2 separate regions of the Rattus norvegicus genome follow, and region 2 is linked to region 1. Evidence: chromatin contacts called from public Hi-C data. All regions are on one chromosome and are shown on one strand. The core of a region is the stretch at or near the end of the contact, and the rest is flanking DNA. Distances in the headings are between cores, read along the strand shown.

The links. Hi-C and Micro-C count contacts between places; a contact is called where the count stands out from the background.
Region 2: a Hi-C map of hepatocytes shows a contact between it and region 1, with 1.7 times the contacts expected there. The contact joins the enhancer-like site here to the promoter of Cdc42ep3 in region 1. A contact is called at or near these places in 2 of 12 Hi-C or Micro-C datasets (the A7r5 cell line and hepatocytes).

Annotation. Positions count from the first base shown.
Region 1 is chr6:21,458,996-21,466,710 of GRCr8, forward strand. Cdc42ep3 (CDC42 effector protein 3) reads left to right here and starts at 4,086. Exons shown (of 2, transcript NM_001048044.1): 1 at 4,086-4,308. It overlaps LOC134479326 (a long non-coding RNA gene), which reads right to left and starts at 3,856. Exons shown (of 2, transcript XR_010052493.1): 1 at 3,715-3,856; 2 at 2,219-3,063.
Region 2 is chr6:21,811,555-21,819,198 of GRCr8, forward strand. The region is part of intron 1 of Prkd3 (protein kinase D3); the gene reads left to right. Among named protein-coding and RNA genes, the nearest start is that of Prkd3, 23 kb to the left of the region's middle. Within about 2 kb of position 4,542, at least 8 of the 93 cell types and tissues checked have an H3K27ac peak or open chromatin away from gene starts, as enhancers often do. A contact at or near this core is called in hepatocytes, where this site is marked.

The DNA of each region.
Region 1 (7,715 bases), core at 2,836-5,335:
AATCAACTATCCTCTCAGAGCTGGGGAAGGGGTTCGATGGTGGAATGACTCATTGCACACAAAAGCCTTTTAAGTCTCTCAAAGTGAAGAGTGGAAACTGAAAGTTTGGTTTTTTTGTTTGTTTTTAAGATGTCAGCTTGCAGATTACAGGCCTAATCACCTTACTACCCAATACAGACGAAACAACCTGAGATGAAAACGTCATGAGATACACGGAAAAGGATGACTAAGAGTAGCGAGGGCTCTATAAATCTTAGGCGACGCTCCTCGCCGGTCATGGATTTCCACTCAGTCAGATAGATCACACCTGCATCTGTAGCTGAAGGCCTTATCCACAGAGTGAATTGCTGCTGGCCTGCGTTCGAAAACTCACACAAACGTCATCAAAGTTCCCGGCTGACCTCCCGCCCTGCTTAAATCTATACCCCAGGCCTGCAGTTTGCAAGCTACCAGAGTGATCCGTCTGATGAGGTAAAGGCTCTTAACCAAAAGTCGACTCAAGCTTCTTTATTTACAAGGAAATTGCTGGTTAGAAAATTTCTAAGCTTTTGGCAACTAGTGAAGCCAGCTCATTAGCACAGGTTACTGTATACAGTTCCTCTCCGGTGTAGTTACCATCAGGGAGCCAAGAGACTAGCTTAAGCTGCAGCTAGAGACGCACTTAAGATGTTGTAATCAGGCTGGGAGTGTAACTCAGAGACAGAGTGTGGGCCTAGTGTGTGCCCTGGGTTCCATCCCCAGCGCCGTCAAATAAAAGTCCCAACCTTCCAGTTTCTTCCTCACACTGCCCCACCTAGATCCGACTGGGGGGTGGGGGATAATGGGGAACATACATGCTTCAGTTCAACCCGAATGTGGCATTTTCGGGGGGAAAACCCCAGCTGAGCACACACGGGTACATTTCAGCTTTGCCAGAAGAAAAATAGTTATGCATTATACATGGACTACAAAGACTTTTTTGGTAAGCTTTCCTCTCGAATGTTTGAGTTTTAGAAAACTTAAAACGTTCCATGTGTTTTGTGTTTCTCCTTCAGTCAGACTAAAGAGAAGGGACTGAAATTTCGGTCTCAGCAGTTGTGCGGGACATCCCAGGAATGTTTAATAAAATATTATCCTGTGCTATGGAGTTTGTAAACGAGGCTCTTAGACTTGAGGTTGCTATTCAGGGCTTTTTATTCAACAGGTATTGTTATCTGCTAGGCCCCACTTTAGGTACAGAAGCTATAAAGTACTTTACGTCCATCCATGCACCACAGAAAACGGGCCATCACCGACACTATAAAAACATATGATGTCATGTCAGGTCGTGAAGAAACTATTCTCCCTGCTTTATTCAGGGAAAGGGAATTTGGGTGGGACTGCTATTTTAGGGGAGGGAAAGTCTCACCCTTGAGGTCTCTTTTGAGAAAGAGATCTTAATGAGAGAGAAAGGAGGCTTTGAAGCTTTGGGGGAAGAAGTGTCCTGGACAGATAGAAGGCAGGCCCCAGCAGGTATAAACTACAGGGCAGCTTGGAAGTCTGATACGGCCAGATGGGTGAGAGCGATTATTGGCAAGGCAGCCTTAAATACAAGCCACTGATGGTTCTCTCACACCCCAACCAGACTCTCCTCTCCCTAGTCCATCCCAGTGGAACCAACTAGTCTAGTCTGGCTTCACAGGGACTCATCCACAGGTCCATGTGCTATAGATATTAGTCACAGACTTCCAAGATTCCCATTGATTTTTTTTTATTCAAGGCTAACCCTCTCTGAAATACAGAGTCTCAGAAGTCTCAGCCTTCAGAAAGAAAGCAAGGTTTTCCTTTCTGCTTAGCAGGAGAACCTTCTAAAGTTAACGCTAAACCCACGAAACCTAAATGCTGCCATGACTAAATCAGGAAATGAACTCATTTGGAAAGAAAATTCGCAAGTCGAGGGCTCTTTTTCCTCACTGAAGGTGTTCAGCACAAATAAAATAAAATGACACAGGGCCTCAGAGAAGCCGGGATGGATCAAGCCAGCACCACTGGACCTTTGAAGAAGTAGGTCACACACAGATTGTCTGCATAGGGCTCCAAGGCAAAGCCTTTTTAAAAACACATATAGTGAGAAACCACCTCTGGATGAAACAGGAACAGCACAGTAGAATGAAAATGGGGTTTTGGAACAAAAGTCTTAACTTCCAGCTACCTGCCACCCTATGTTTGCACAAACTGTAAAAGAAATTATTCACTTAGACACGTGAAAATGGACCGCTTTTAATGGCAGCTAGCAATAGAACAAGTGAAAAAAAATCACACAAGACATATGTGTGAGGAATGTATGCATGCAAAAGGAATTTTCACACAGCATTGTATATACATGCGTATTTGTACTTTTTCAAATGCCATATGTAATGAAAGCTGTGCATAAATATTTATAAAATACTTTTTATCTAACTAGGCCAGTAACATTTAATATTTTTCAATAAATCCGTATATAAAATGTATACATTAGTGCCAAATGGAACATATATTTTGAAATATGAGCCCCAAGTAAAACTCTGAGGAATCTGGAGTGGAACCCAGGTGTCTGCCAAAGGCAACTTGGGAGCAGGCGGTCAGTTGGAGAAAGGAAACAGGGCCGGGTCCCTTATCTTCACCTACTGTTTTGCTTGTCAAAATTCTGGTATCACTTCTGCGGTTTTGAATTTGACTTCCGACCTCATGGCTGTTTAACCTGCCAACTATTATTTTCTTTGAGGCTTTTAACACTCCACCCAAGTATTTTGCTTTCCCGAACAGTTGTGTCCGCTTCCTTTTTAAATTCACCTTAACATTGACCGTGGTTTAAAACCTGGGCTTAAAGTGCACCCTAGTCTAAGGTTTCAGAGCTATTGATTCGGGGCACCCTGGTGAAGACCTGAAGCCCAGAGCGCTCAGGGAAGCCAAGGTCTCCTGGAGGGGCTCAGCTTTGTCCCAGGGTTGGGGCCCGGCCCGGAGCGTGCGACTCCTCAGGGTTCCAACTCCTTTTCCAGGTCAATCAAGCCGGCGGGGACCTCAAGGCCGGAAAACGCCACCTTTTCCTGTCTCCAACCAGGCGGACTAAGGGAGAAGGAAGAGAGGGCGACCTGTTCAGACAATTAACATTAATTCTCTGGGTTCCTACAGAGGTCCAGGGACAGAGGGGCGGGTCGTCCTGAGGCCCTGGCCCGGTGACCGACAGGCGCAGGTGTCGCCGTGGGCGGAATTTTATGGTCCGGAGCGGCAGCAGCTGCGCCACTTGCGCCGCCCCTCAGAGCGTCCGGGAGAGCCGCCACCCCGCTTCCGCAGCTTTAGGTCAATCTCGGACAGACCTGGAGGGGGAGGAGACACCTCCCTCCAGACAGGAAAAACCTGCTGCGTCTGCGTTTCTTTGCGCCCCGCAGGCGCTCAGCCTCCAGCCCCGCGTCTCCCGCGCGTCTGATCCGCGCTCCGGGTTTTGGCGACAGCTTGCAAGGGAAGCAGGCTGCACGCTGACAGCACGCGACCCTCCTCTTCCCTCCCAAGAGCTTCGGCTGCCAGGGAGTCCCCAGGGAGCTGCGGTCGCGCTGCGGGCGACCGGGTCGGTGGCCCTTCTTCCCCGCAGGTCCCCTTCCTCCGCGGCGAAGCCCCGCACTGCTAGGTGGGTTAGGTAGGACAGGGAGAGGCGGGGACACGAGGGTGAGCACGAGGGTCCCGGGTGCGGGCGGAGTCCCATTGTTCTCCCGCACTTACGGACAGCAACGCTCTGGGGTCCCCTCTTTACAGAGAGCACCCCGCCACTTCTCTTTGTGCCTGAGGGAGCCCCAGCCGGGTTTGCCTCAGAGAGAAGCCACAACCGGGGAGAGGTGGGACTGGGAGGTGACAGTGGGTGCCCATTGTCCTCCAAGAGCCTGCAGCCTCGCCGCCACTCCTGCAGGTCTAAGGGTGGTGGGGAGGTGGGGGACAGGTACAGCGGAGGGAAGGTCCGGCTCCGCCCGCACCCTTCTCCCCGCCCTGCCCTGGCCTCACAGCCCCGCCCCGCGCCGGGCCCCGCCCCGCGCCCCGCCCTGGGCAGGTTGAGGCCGCGCGTCCGGCAGCCGCGCGCACAGCGTCGCAGGCGCTTCCAACTGCCGCTGGGAGCACAGCAGCGGGACGCTCGCTGGCAACCCAGTTTCGCAGCTCCTACCTCCGGGAGACGCTGCGCACAGTCCGGGAGCAGATTGGGCGGTGAACCGTCGCCGCCCCTCGGGTTCTGCGAGCACTAGCGAGGATTGTGTGCGCCCTCGGGAGGCGACCCGGGCCGACGCCCGGTCCCCGGGCAGAAGCAAGGAGCCTTGGAGACAGCTGGTGAGTATGAAACCCACAGTGCCTCTCCACCTGTAAGTCTGTCCGACCCTCAACCTAAGTCCCTTCCAGCTAGTGCAGATGGTGGCCTTGGAAGACTTACAAGGTGCGAAGATAATCTAGAGCACCGCCTTCTTGAGCTGATGTCCAGAGGATCAAAGGGGGACATCATGTTTGATGTCCCGGTGGGGGGATCAGGACTCGGAGCTCTGCCATCAGTGCCTACTTCTTTAGGGTGGGGCTGCAGGCAGCACGGCCCCCTCCTGGCCATTGACAGCCATTCTGGGCGCAAGTTGCGTTTTTCCATCAGAACCAACCGCACTTGGCTACCGCGCCCCTCTAGTTGTGTGTTTGTACCGCCGCGGCGCTTATGAGGGCACCGCGCAGCTTGGCAGTTTCCGCACTGACAGAGGCAGTGCATTTTAGCTGAGGCTCCAACCTGCAGATCTGGCAGTTGGGAAAAATTATTTTCTTTCTTGATTGCGGTTTCTGCACAACTGAAGCGTTTACAAGATCTTTACTCCCTCCTTCTCCTCTTCCTCCTGCTGCGGCTGCTCCTTCTCTTCTTCCTCCTCTCCTCCTCCTCACTAAGTATCTTGACACAGCCATGCGAGGATGAGGACGAATGGATCTGGCCAGTCAGTTTTTTTCTTTATGAATTATTATACGCCACCCCCCTCCCGCCTTTGGGAGGGAAGGCATGTGTTTCATCTTATAAATAGAAAGTAGCATATTTTTTTGGCAGGACCTGCTTTATACTGCACCGTCTAGGAGAGGTCAGTTTAAAAATAAATACGCACTTGAATGTTACATTACCGAGCCGGCTGTGGCTGGGACAAGCTGCGAGGACAGCAGCATCAAAGCTGGGCGCACATCTGTGTTGAAAGGAGTAAAAGCCCCAGAGTGCAGCCCCGGCTGACAGTCAAGTAATTACATTTTGTTTAAAAAAAAAAAAAGTGAGTGAATTAAAACGAGGGTGGGAAGGGGAATGTCAGGCGGGGACTGGAACATGAATCTTTACAGCCTTGGTGCATTTGCAGGGAGCGGGCTACTGATGTGTGCAGTGTGTAGGGGGCTCTGGGGAGGGAACTGATGGATGTGTTAGGGAGACAAAGATTCCTTCTGCTTCTTCCCCACCCTGGCAGCTTGTAGCCCTCACCATATCCTCAAGTTCTGGGAGGGGGTGGAGGAGGGGTTGCCGCCTTGAAAATATTAGGAGGGTAGCAGATGTCCCTGCTTTAATAGCAGACCCAGACTTGGGAACTTCCCGTTAACATCACAGGGAGAAATAAGCCTCACCAGGAAGGAGCCGGGATGCCCCAGGGGTATCCCTAAGTCCATTAAAAGACCCCTGTAATGTTCTGACTTATAAAAGATCTTTCAACTGAGCTAAGAAGTACAACTTCTGGACAGTTCTAGACGTTTCCACCATTGTGATTTGATGGACAGTTTAGATGTAAGCACAAACACCTTTTTCAGAACGAAGGACTCAGACATAAGGGGGCTGTGAAATGTCTAGCAATGTGGGACAAAGCATGAGCTCTATATTCGAGGACTGGTTGACAGTCCATCTGGAGGTGCCTAGGTTTTCCAGTAGGCCTCACCCATGGTGTAAGACCCGGATACCAGCCCCTGGCCTCACAGATGATGTGTAGAGAGCTTTGGAAACCTCCTGGGTCCATGGCAGTTTCTGTTTTCTAGCCATCTCATCTGCTAGAGATTTGCATTCTGAATTCCGTGATTGGAACACAGTGCTGAGGCTGACTGTGGCAGCCCCTGAAGATATGAAGTAAGATGAACTCCCTCCCACACCCCCTAATCCGAGCCCTGAAATTCGGCCTCATATCTTTTTTTTTTTTTTTTTTTTGGTTCTTTTTTTTTTTTTTTCCGGAGCTGGGGACCGAACCCAGGGCCTTGCGTTTCCTAGGTAAGCGCTCTACCACTGGGCTAACTCCCCAGCCCCTCGGCCTCATATCTTAAGGGGACTAGAGGCAGCTAGAGTAAAGTACTTACTGTACATTTTTTTCCTTTTTATTGTGAATTTAAATGCGGTCCAAGATGCACAGAAAGCTGTAACTGTGATTGCAGAAGGGCTCCCTGGAGCCGGTTGGCGCTGCCTGCTCTCCACTTTCCCTTTAATGTGGCGTTTTGTTTTATGTCTGACATGTTCACAAAAGCTGCCCTTTTCCACTTATAAATTTCCTGCTATTCAACAGCACTGGGGATAAAGTCTCTTTATCCTATATCACCCTAAGGTTTTTAACCAAGCCATAAAATTTTCACAAGGTCTTTGGCTATTAGACATAGCATTTATCTAATGGGTGGCAATACAATTCCCGACCTAAAGAGCCTTTAGAAAAACTATACCAATCATCCTCATCATCCTCCTCCTCATCATCATCACCTCCACCACCACCACCACCACCACCACCACCACCATCATCATCATCATCATTTTTGTTGTTTCAGTCTGATTTCATAGAGGTTCGGCTTAGTTTCTTTCTAACTAGAATCCCATTGACCTATTTTTCTTTTCATTGAGTAAGAACCTAAAAATTGTATTTTTAAATATACTATGTTTCTCAGAGAACAAGTTAAGCCATTTGAGATTAACAGATTCAACCACCACCCCTCCAGAAAAATATCTAAGAGACTTCTAATGGACCATGTTGTTAGGACATCAAAAGTAATTCTAGCACAAAGTCTGTCCTCAGTACTAAGCCAAGTACTTTTCTCAGTGCCTGTGTTAAGTCCTTCATTGCGAAAAAAAATCCTTCTATGTAATGAGGCGTGTCAATGCCTACATTTTATGGCTGTAATAACCGAAAACAGACCAGTGATGTAGTTTGCCCAAAGCTAGACAGTCAAGAGCATACCTACATGAGGGTGTGCCTGAGTGCCCACCTCTACTTGGAGTCTGTGCCTCTTTAGGTTAAAGGATTGGGAAAACCTGACCCATTCTTACCTTGGGGTAAGGTGGCCTAGGCACATTGCCTGGCGCTGGCATGTAGCACTTGTGTGACATTGGACACGTGATTTGGCTTGTGTGATTGTCTCATTTAATATCCACAGCTAGTCTTTTAGATAGATGGTATGGTGTTTCTTGTCCAGATGAGGACTTAGACTCTCAAGAGTTCTGTAACTTGGTCAAGGTTACACAACTAAGTATAGGTAGCAGGGCACAGTTTGAATTCGGTATGTTTGACCGAGTTCTGCATACCACACCTCCATTGTCTGGGTGGAGGGTTAGGCGAGCTATTAAATGTGATCACTGTTATGGATTTTGGCCTCTGGAAAGGAACTCATCTTGTATTATTCTATCTCACCATCTCAACACCCAAAAGGAAAGTGACAGTAATTGTCAGCCTTAGGGAAGACAGCTCGAATTACTTAATTATTAAGGGTGGCTG
Region 2 (7,644 bases), core at 3,292-5,791, 350 kb after region 1:
TCAGAATGTTGGTTTGTTTGGTTATTTTATATTAATGGTAACTATATGTGACTTCAGAATCTCATAATTTTGAGTTCAGCTGAGGTAACTAGTGGTTGAGCAGTAGCTGAGTAAATGCTTTTTTTTTTTCAAATTTCCATATACTTAGGACTATTATCAGATACAATGAAATCAAAATATTCTAGTGTTGAATTTACATCTCCAATGATTAAACTACTAGGAAGGTCCTATAGAACCAAAGGGCATAGTAACAATTGAATGAGCTTATAGAAGGCCATGTGATATCAGAAGGGGACAGGAAAACTAACCCAAAGTACATAAATAATTCCATTAAGGAAAAAGGGGCCAGATGGGGTTGGAAAGGTGGCTGAGCTATTAAGAGCACTGGCTGCTCTTCTAGAGGGCCAGTTCAATTTCCGCACTCATATGCATGATTCGCAGCTCACAACCATGTATAACTCCAGTATCAGGGGATCCAGTATCCTATTCTGATCTCTAAGAACACCAGGTACACACATGGCACATAGATGTACATGTAGGTAAAACATCCATACACATAAGATAAAATAGCAATAGAGGAAAAGGGGGTAGAAAAATGGCACATCAGTTCAGAGTATTTCCTGCTCTCCCGGAGAACTAGAGATTATTTCCCAGTATTTCCAGCTCTAGGAAATCGGACACCCTCCCTTGTTCTCTTCACAGACCAGCACACATGGCATACACTCACTCACACACACATACACATACACACTTAAACACTATATACATGCACACACAACTCAAATACTATACACACACTCGTAGATACACATGCAACACATAAAATAATAATGAATCAAAAAAACCTTAGAAAAAAACAGTACTTAGTGATAATTATCTCAAGTATAATAAAAATTTTGAACTTTAAAAGAAATATTGTTAGGGCTGGAGAGATGGCTCAGTGGTTAAGAACATTGGCTTTTTCAGAGGAGCCGTTCAATTCCCTGTACCCACAGGGAAACTCACGACTCCCGTAGCCCCAGTTCCAAGAGATCTGACATCTCACAGAGATGCATGCAGGCAAAACACCAGTCAATGCTCATAAAAAAAACTGTTAAAAATATTTTAAAATGTCTTTTAAAAGGTAACATGAATGCTTTGTCTTTAAAAGGGACAAATAGTATATAATTCTTACTTCTCAAATTACTCTTTTTAAGTTAAAGATCTTATTTTTTTTTCTCCTGTCAATGTTAGTCAGAAATTTATCTGGTGTTGTTCTAAAGTCGTCAAGAACATTAATTTCAAAAATCTGAAAACTAGGAAGGGAGCTGCAGTAATTGGAGTTTGATGCTACTTAAGCAGGAATTAGAAAAGTCTGTGATACATTTATTTTAGGTATATGCTATAAAGGAGTCATGGCAAAAAAAAAAAAAAAACCAACAACAAACGTTTTAAAGGGGGTCACTTTCCCATAAATTGAGTTTTGAAAACCCGTTTTAACTGTGGAAGGCACTTAATGCTGACCCCCACACAGTAAGTTCTAGAGGGAGTAAATTAAATGTGCAAACCTGGGTCAAAGGAAAGTCAATGTAAAATGGAGCTGGCTGACTGCTCTGTACCAGGATAACTCACTTCTAGGTCAACAAACCATAATGTCAGCTATAAAAATAATAAGACAAAAATCTGGGTGGAAAACACAGCAAGTGTGATAAGATCAGCACCCTCCCCCTATAAAGTACTCACATGTTGGAGAGAAACACAGCGACCACACTAAACACTGGGGCAGATGACACAAAGTGCATTTCACAAGATGATTCAATAAATTCGTAAACAAGCACAGCAGAACATGGTTAAAGTAGTTTTTAAAGGAGTACAGACTAAGTGGTCGACTCTCATAGACATACAGTGATTCGTGGATTGTATGAAGCATAGACCTGCCTAAACACTGACAACGGCTACATCAGCATAAGCAGCAAGATTTTTTTTCCCCAAGAAATATCTCTTTAGCTAGTAGGTCACTGTTAGTTGAGTTTTGTGTAAAACTTAGATATGACTAAAAGTGGTCACTTTCTGAATTTCATCCAATTTCATGACACATCCTGAGGGTGGAGTGAGGTGGAGTTTCTTTTGTTGTTCTTGTTAGCATAAGCCAAGACTTAGCTTCCTTTTTTTGAGCTTTGAAAGTCTTCCAACATACTACATGGAGGTCAATGCTAGCTTCTTCATGTCTTTCCTGAGGAATGCCTTATTCTCAGTAAACATATATTTGCTTTTATACTAAAAACAAAGTCATGCAAATAATGGACATTTTCCTTATTCTGTATAAGAACATGTGTGTATATGGTGTGCTGGGAATTGAACCCAGGGCCTTGGCAATGCTAAGCATGCACACTACCACTGAGCTACCCTCGTACTCCTAGACTCCTATTTATTCATAGTTTACAAAGCAAAATGAACACAAGTGCAATTTCTACCTTGTATAAACCGAAGAGGGTGTGTTTGCCAGGAAGCCACAGAGAAATAGTAGAACTGGCAGTCAAACCTTAGAATGCCATCTAGCAGCAGTAGAACTGGGGCTGAGGCAGGTGAAGTGTGCCAATCAGATCAGCTGAGTGTCCGATTATGAGAAAATCAGTACTGAGAGAACATGGCAAAACCCTGGCTCACAGTACAGCAGTGGCTCCTGCATGGATTCCAAATATTGACACTGTATTGTCATTGTTATTAATGCAAGGTTTTCTTTTTAAGATAGGGAAGTTCATTACCTCAGAACTTAAGAATCAAGAGAGGGACTGGGAATGTAGCTTTTCATTTTAGCCTTATCTATTGATAGGTATTTTTCAAGTCGCTTAACTCCCGATCCTGTTTTCTCTTCTGAGAGCCTAAGATTAGAATATCTACCTTTATAAATAGTTGTGGTGATTAAATACAAAGTTCTTAGTGCAGCCCTGGGACATAATGCTCAGAAAATACACCCATGGCTTCAGATTTCAATGTAGAAAGCTCCTTGGTTCTGTAGATCTCCTAAACCTTAGTGAGCATCAGAGTCACTGCATTTAGTTACATCATGTCAACAAAACCTTATTTTTTATTTCAGTTCTGATGTGCTTATTTAAAATGGGAGATTCCGCTCACAGTGTCTGGTACGCGATGAGTACCCAGTGGATGTTAGCTCCCTGTTTACTTGCTTTCATATTGGTAAGAGGCTTAAACGATACCCTCTAAAGCTATTGTTGCTGTTAGTTTGTTGAAGGAAAAAACTAGAGGCAATTGGAATGAGAAGGGAAGTTGGTAGAAAGCAGTTCATTTGAGCTATAATGGCATTTAGTAAAATTAAAATTCTGACTAAAGCTGTCTGCTTTTAGGTGATTTAAAATACTTGGCTTTAGTTTTGATCACTTGAATACTAGATCTGAAGACCGAATATTCAGTGTACTTGAGGGGTGATTTGGTCTGAATGAATGAATCTATTGTCTCTATCAACATGAATCAAGTGTAATTTTCAGTTCTGTCGTAGTGCCTGAGAACCCCAGCTGTGACTTTTGTTTCTAAAACTGGTTGTCATTCTGTGTTGTTTTTTCCCATTCTCTCTACTACAGCTGTGTTGCAGTAGCTTCGCAACATTCTAATCTTTTTCACACACACACACACACACACACACACACACACACATACATATATATGTATATATATATACACACACACACATATGAATATACACACACACATTATCTAGGTTAAACAGTGTCAGGCAGTTATTACTAAATACTTTAACTGGAGGGAAAATTAATTTGCTGCACATTCAGATTACAATCATAGCTGAAAGAGAAAAGGTCCAGGTGTTAAAGACAATTCAGAACTAATTACAAAATAAGGGGTGAAAGTGTATTTAAAAAAGAAAAAGGATTTCTCTGGTTTATGTCAGAAGTGCAAGTGTTAGCTAAATTGAGCAACTCTGCTGGCAAGCGATATCCAGAGAACTGTGAACTAGAGACGTCGGTGAAAGGGAAGCGTCCATTCAAGTGCCTGTTGAGCCAGTCCTCACTGACTCCTCTAAACTACTGATTTTGGCCTTAAGTGAAAACAAGCATTGGAACTCTTCCCTATGGTTAAGCACTTTTCAGAGTTGGTGCTAAATTAATATTAGTCTTGTTTCTGACAATAGTCAACAGAATTTTTAATGAGTGCCAGTTAAATAACTAAGTTCTGGGCTTTTAGGGAGTCTGAGGAAACCTGGAAAGAGAACATCCTTAGCACGTGTTTTCTGTTATTTAGTATAGGTTTTAAAGACACTGTAAAGATATGCTTGGCCTTAAGTTTAAAAATCAATTTAGTATTCCATATATACTTATGTGTGTATCAACCTCTAACCAAAATCGGTGTACTTCACTTACCTATAATGAAAACAAAATTGTATGTGTTAAAACTCTAAGGGTTTCTTATTTTTATACTACCTTTTAAAAATGCCTAATGACAGGTAAATAATTCACTCAGATAGTATTGAATTCTGAAGTTGCTTGTTAACATTCAAATTGATGTATTGCCAAGTAAAATAAAAGTTTTGCAAGCTTCGTACCTTATCTGACACTTTACTAACAGAAGTTGGTGGCATGAGATTTTATGAGACAAGGCTTCAGTGTTTAGCCGCCGTTAGTCTAGAACTGGGAAAACCTTCATTTTGCACAAGGCAGAGGAACTACTGACAAAAAAAAAGTAAGTTGGGAAGTTACTGGGAGAGCACTGTTAGGAACAGGCCAGTGGCTTTTTTTTTTTTTTTAATTTGCTTTAAACGCTTAGCTTCTTAGCTGTCCTCCATTCCCTCCTCCAGTCAGGGCTGGGGTAGGGACAGGAAGAAGACGTGGGCTGTGCGTTGTCAGGTTACTAACTCCCGTCCACATTCCCAGGCTCTAGAGTTTTGACTCCTTCCATCCTAGAGCATCAGGGCTCTTCAGCGTGAGCGTTAATCATTAACTGGGGCCAGAGAGTCGCACGATGGAGCTGAGTGTGCAGTCTGCAATACCGTACCTACTAAATGTCCACAAACCCAAGTGCTGGAAACTAGGAGTGCACAAAGACAGTGCCGTGTACCTCCTGGGGCAGAAGTGTCCTAGAGAGCTGAGAGCTCTGTCGGAGCTCACGTGGAGCTTGGCCTTGCTACTGAGAGCTACTGAACATACCCTAGGGTGCTGCCCTGCTAGCCCTGTTCCCTGTCCCAAGAGCCCTTGTTCTCCTGCATGAGAATGGGGTGTGCAGAAGATGAGAGACCATTTCTTGTTGTCGTACGTCGTAAAGGCAAATAGAAGATAGCAGTGACGGGGCAGTTCTCCTCCCTCTGCTGCCCCATGACTGCGAGCAGCAGATTCACAGATGGAATCAAGAGTTAGTTTGCGTTATTTTGCCAGAATATTTTTTTCCTTTTAAAATTATACAACTGGGGGGCTGGGGATTTAGCTCAGTGGTAGAGCGCTTACCTAGGAAGCGCAAGGCCCTGGGTTCGGTCCCCAGCTCCGAAAAAAAGAACCAAAAAAAAAAAAAAAATTATACAACTGAGTGGAAAGTGGCCTTTTCCTTTATTCCTTATTCTGTTGAAGTACAGCTTAGAAAAACAAGCCATTCTCTTTGAAAAGTTTCTGCTTTCTGTGTATTTCACCGCTGGTTATTTTTGATAGGTTTTGAAATATAAAGTGCTTTTGTTTGTGGCTTTTAATGTTTTGTTCATGCCTTTTTTCCCTCATGTGGTCCAGGCCAGCCTTCAAATCCCTGTTTACCCAAGGGCGACCTTGAACCTCAGCTCCTCTGCCTCCAGCCCTAGAAGCTGGGATTGCGTGTGTGTACCCCTGTGCTTGGCTTGACTATGACTTTCACATAGCTCCTATGTACTGAGAATCATTCTGGAAGAGGAAAAATAATTCTGAGCAATAGTTGAATTTGGAGTTTTGAGGATCTGTGGACTATTAAAAATAGGCAAAAATGTATATAATGAATTCTCATAACATATCTTAAACATATGAAAAATGCCAGCCTTGTAGAATGGACATACACAAGTCAGGGCAAGGGAAATGGCTCCATGGATAAAGCTCTCTCCCTGTAAACATGAGGTCCAGAGTTGAGATTCCCAAAATCTGCACCGAAGCAGGAGATGGCAGCTGTCTGGGGAAGAGTCTGGGAATCCTGGGTCAGGCTGGCTGGACTTGCTGGAACCTGCCCCATTAAATAATCCACATGCCCATAGAACATGCATGCAGATGCACAGCACCAACTCACATACGTAAAAGGGGGGAGGGTACAAGTTGAAACTACACAGAAGTACCACTTTTCATACAAGAGTAACAAATGTGATAATGAACTTAGAAAGTAGCATGTGACAAATCCTTTCATGTGTGTTACGTTTATGTGTGTATTTGCATGACTTTTGCATGTGTGGGCCCACATGTGTGCAAATGTGGTGCACATGTGTACACAAGCATGTGAAGGCCTGAGGTTGATGTCGAGTCATCCTCAGTTACTCTTCTGCTTTTTTCGTCAAGGCAGGTCTCTCACATCACACCCAAGCTCACTGATGTGACTAGTCCTGATGGTCAGCTTGCTCTGGAGACCCCTCATCTCTCCCTCCAATTGCAGAAGACCGTCAGACCCACCTTTTGTTCACATGGGTTCTAGGATTTGAACTCTGGTCCTCTCTCTGCCTGAGGGGCAAGCACTGAGCCATCTCCTCTGCTCCACAAACTTAATGTTTTGCATGTAGACGTATAAGCTGGTGTCTTTGTGAAGACCAATTGATCAGTGTCTAAAAGTTTCATATATATGTATACTTTGACCTAGGAAATATTCTGAGAAATTATTTCCACACATATACTCCAGAAATAGTAAAGGTATAAACATGCGATTACTCACTGGCTGTTGCTTGTAATAACAAAATATTGGAAACAGTAATGGCTAATATGGCACATCCAACTGGTCAGGAATTCAGATTCTTTATGTTACAATAATTTGTTTAATTGTCATGGTAACTGCCAAGTATGCTCTGTTTTATAGATAGAAAAACAATAGTTAAGATTATACAGTTAGGGGTTGGGGATTTAGCTCAGTGGTAGAGCGCTTGCTTGCCTAGCAAGCGCAAGGCCCTGGGTTCGGTCTCCAGCTCCGAAAAAAAAGAAAAAAGAAAAAAAAAAGATTATGCAGTTAATAAGATTTGAATTCAGGGCCTTGGGTAAAGTGCTTGCTATGTAAATGTGAAGACCTACGTTTCATCCCCAGAACATAAAAATCTGAGCGCAGTCATCCTATAAAACTCAACAACCAGCGAGCAACACAGTCAGATTCTCCAAAACTGCCAAAGTCTGAGAAACTTTTAGATCCAAAAAAACCCTACTAGTACCTGACAGCTCAAGGTCATATAGATTCATGGAAGATCCTGGAAAGGAGAAAGGACATTAGATAAAGCTAAGGAAATCTAAATAAAATATGACATTTGCTATAAATGTGTCATACTTCTATAAAGTGTTAATTAATAATGGGAAAACTGGGTGAATAACATTTTTTAAAATTTTATTTATTTAATGAACTCCACTGATAAACCAGAAGGGGGCATCAGATCTCATTACAGATGGTTGTGAGCCACCACGTGATGACTGGGAATTGAACTCAGGACCTCTGGAAGAGTAG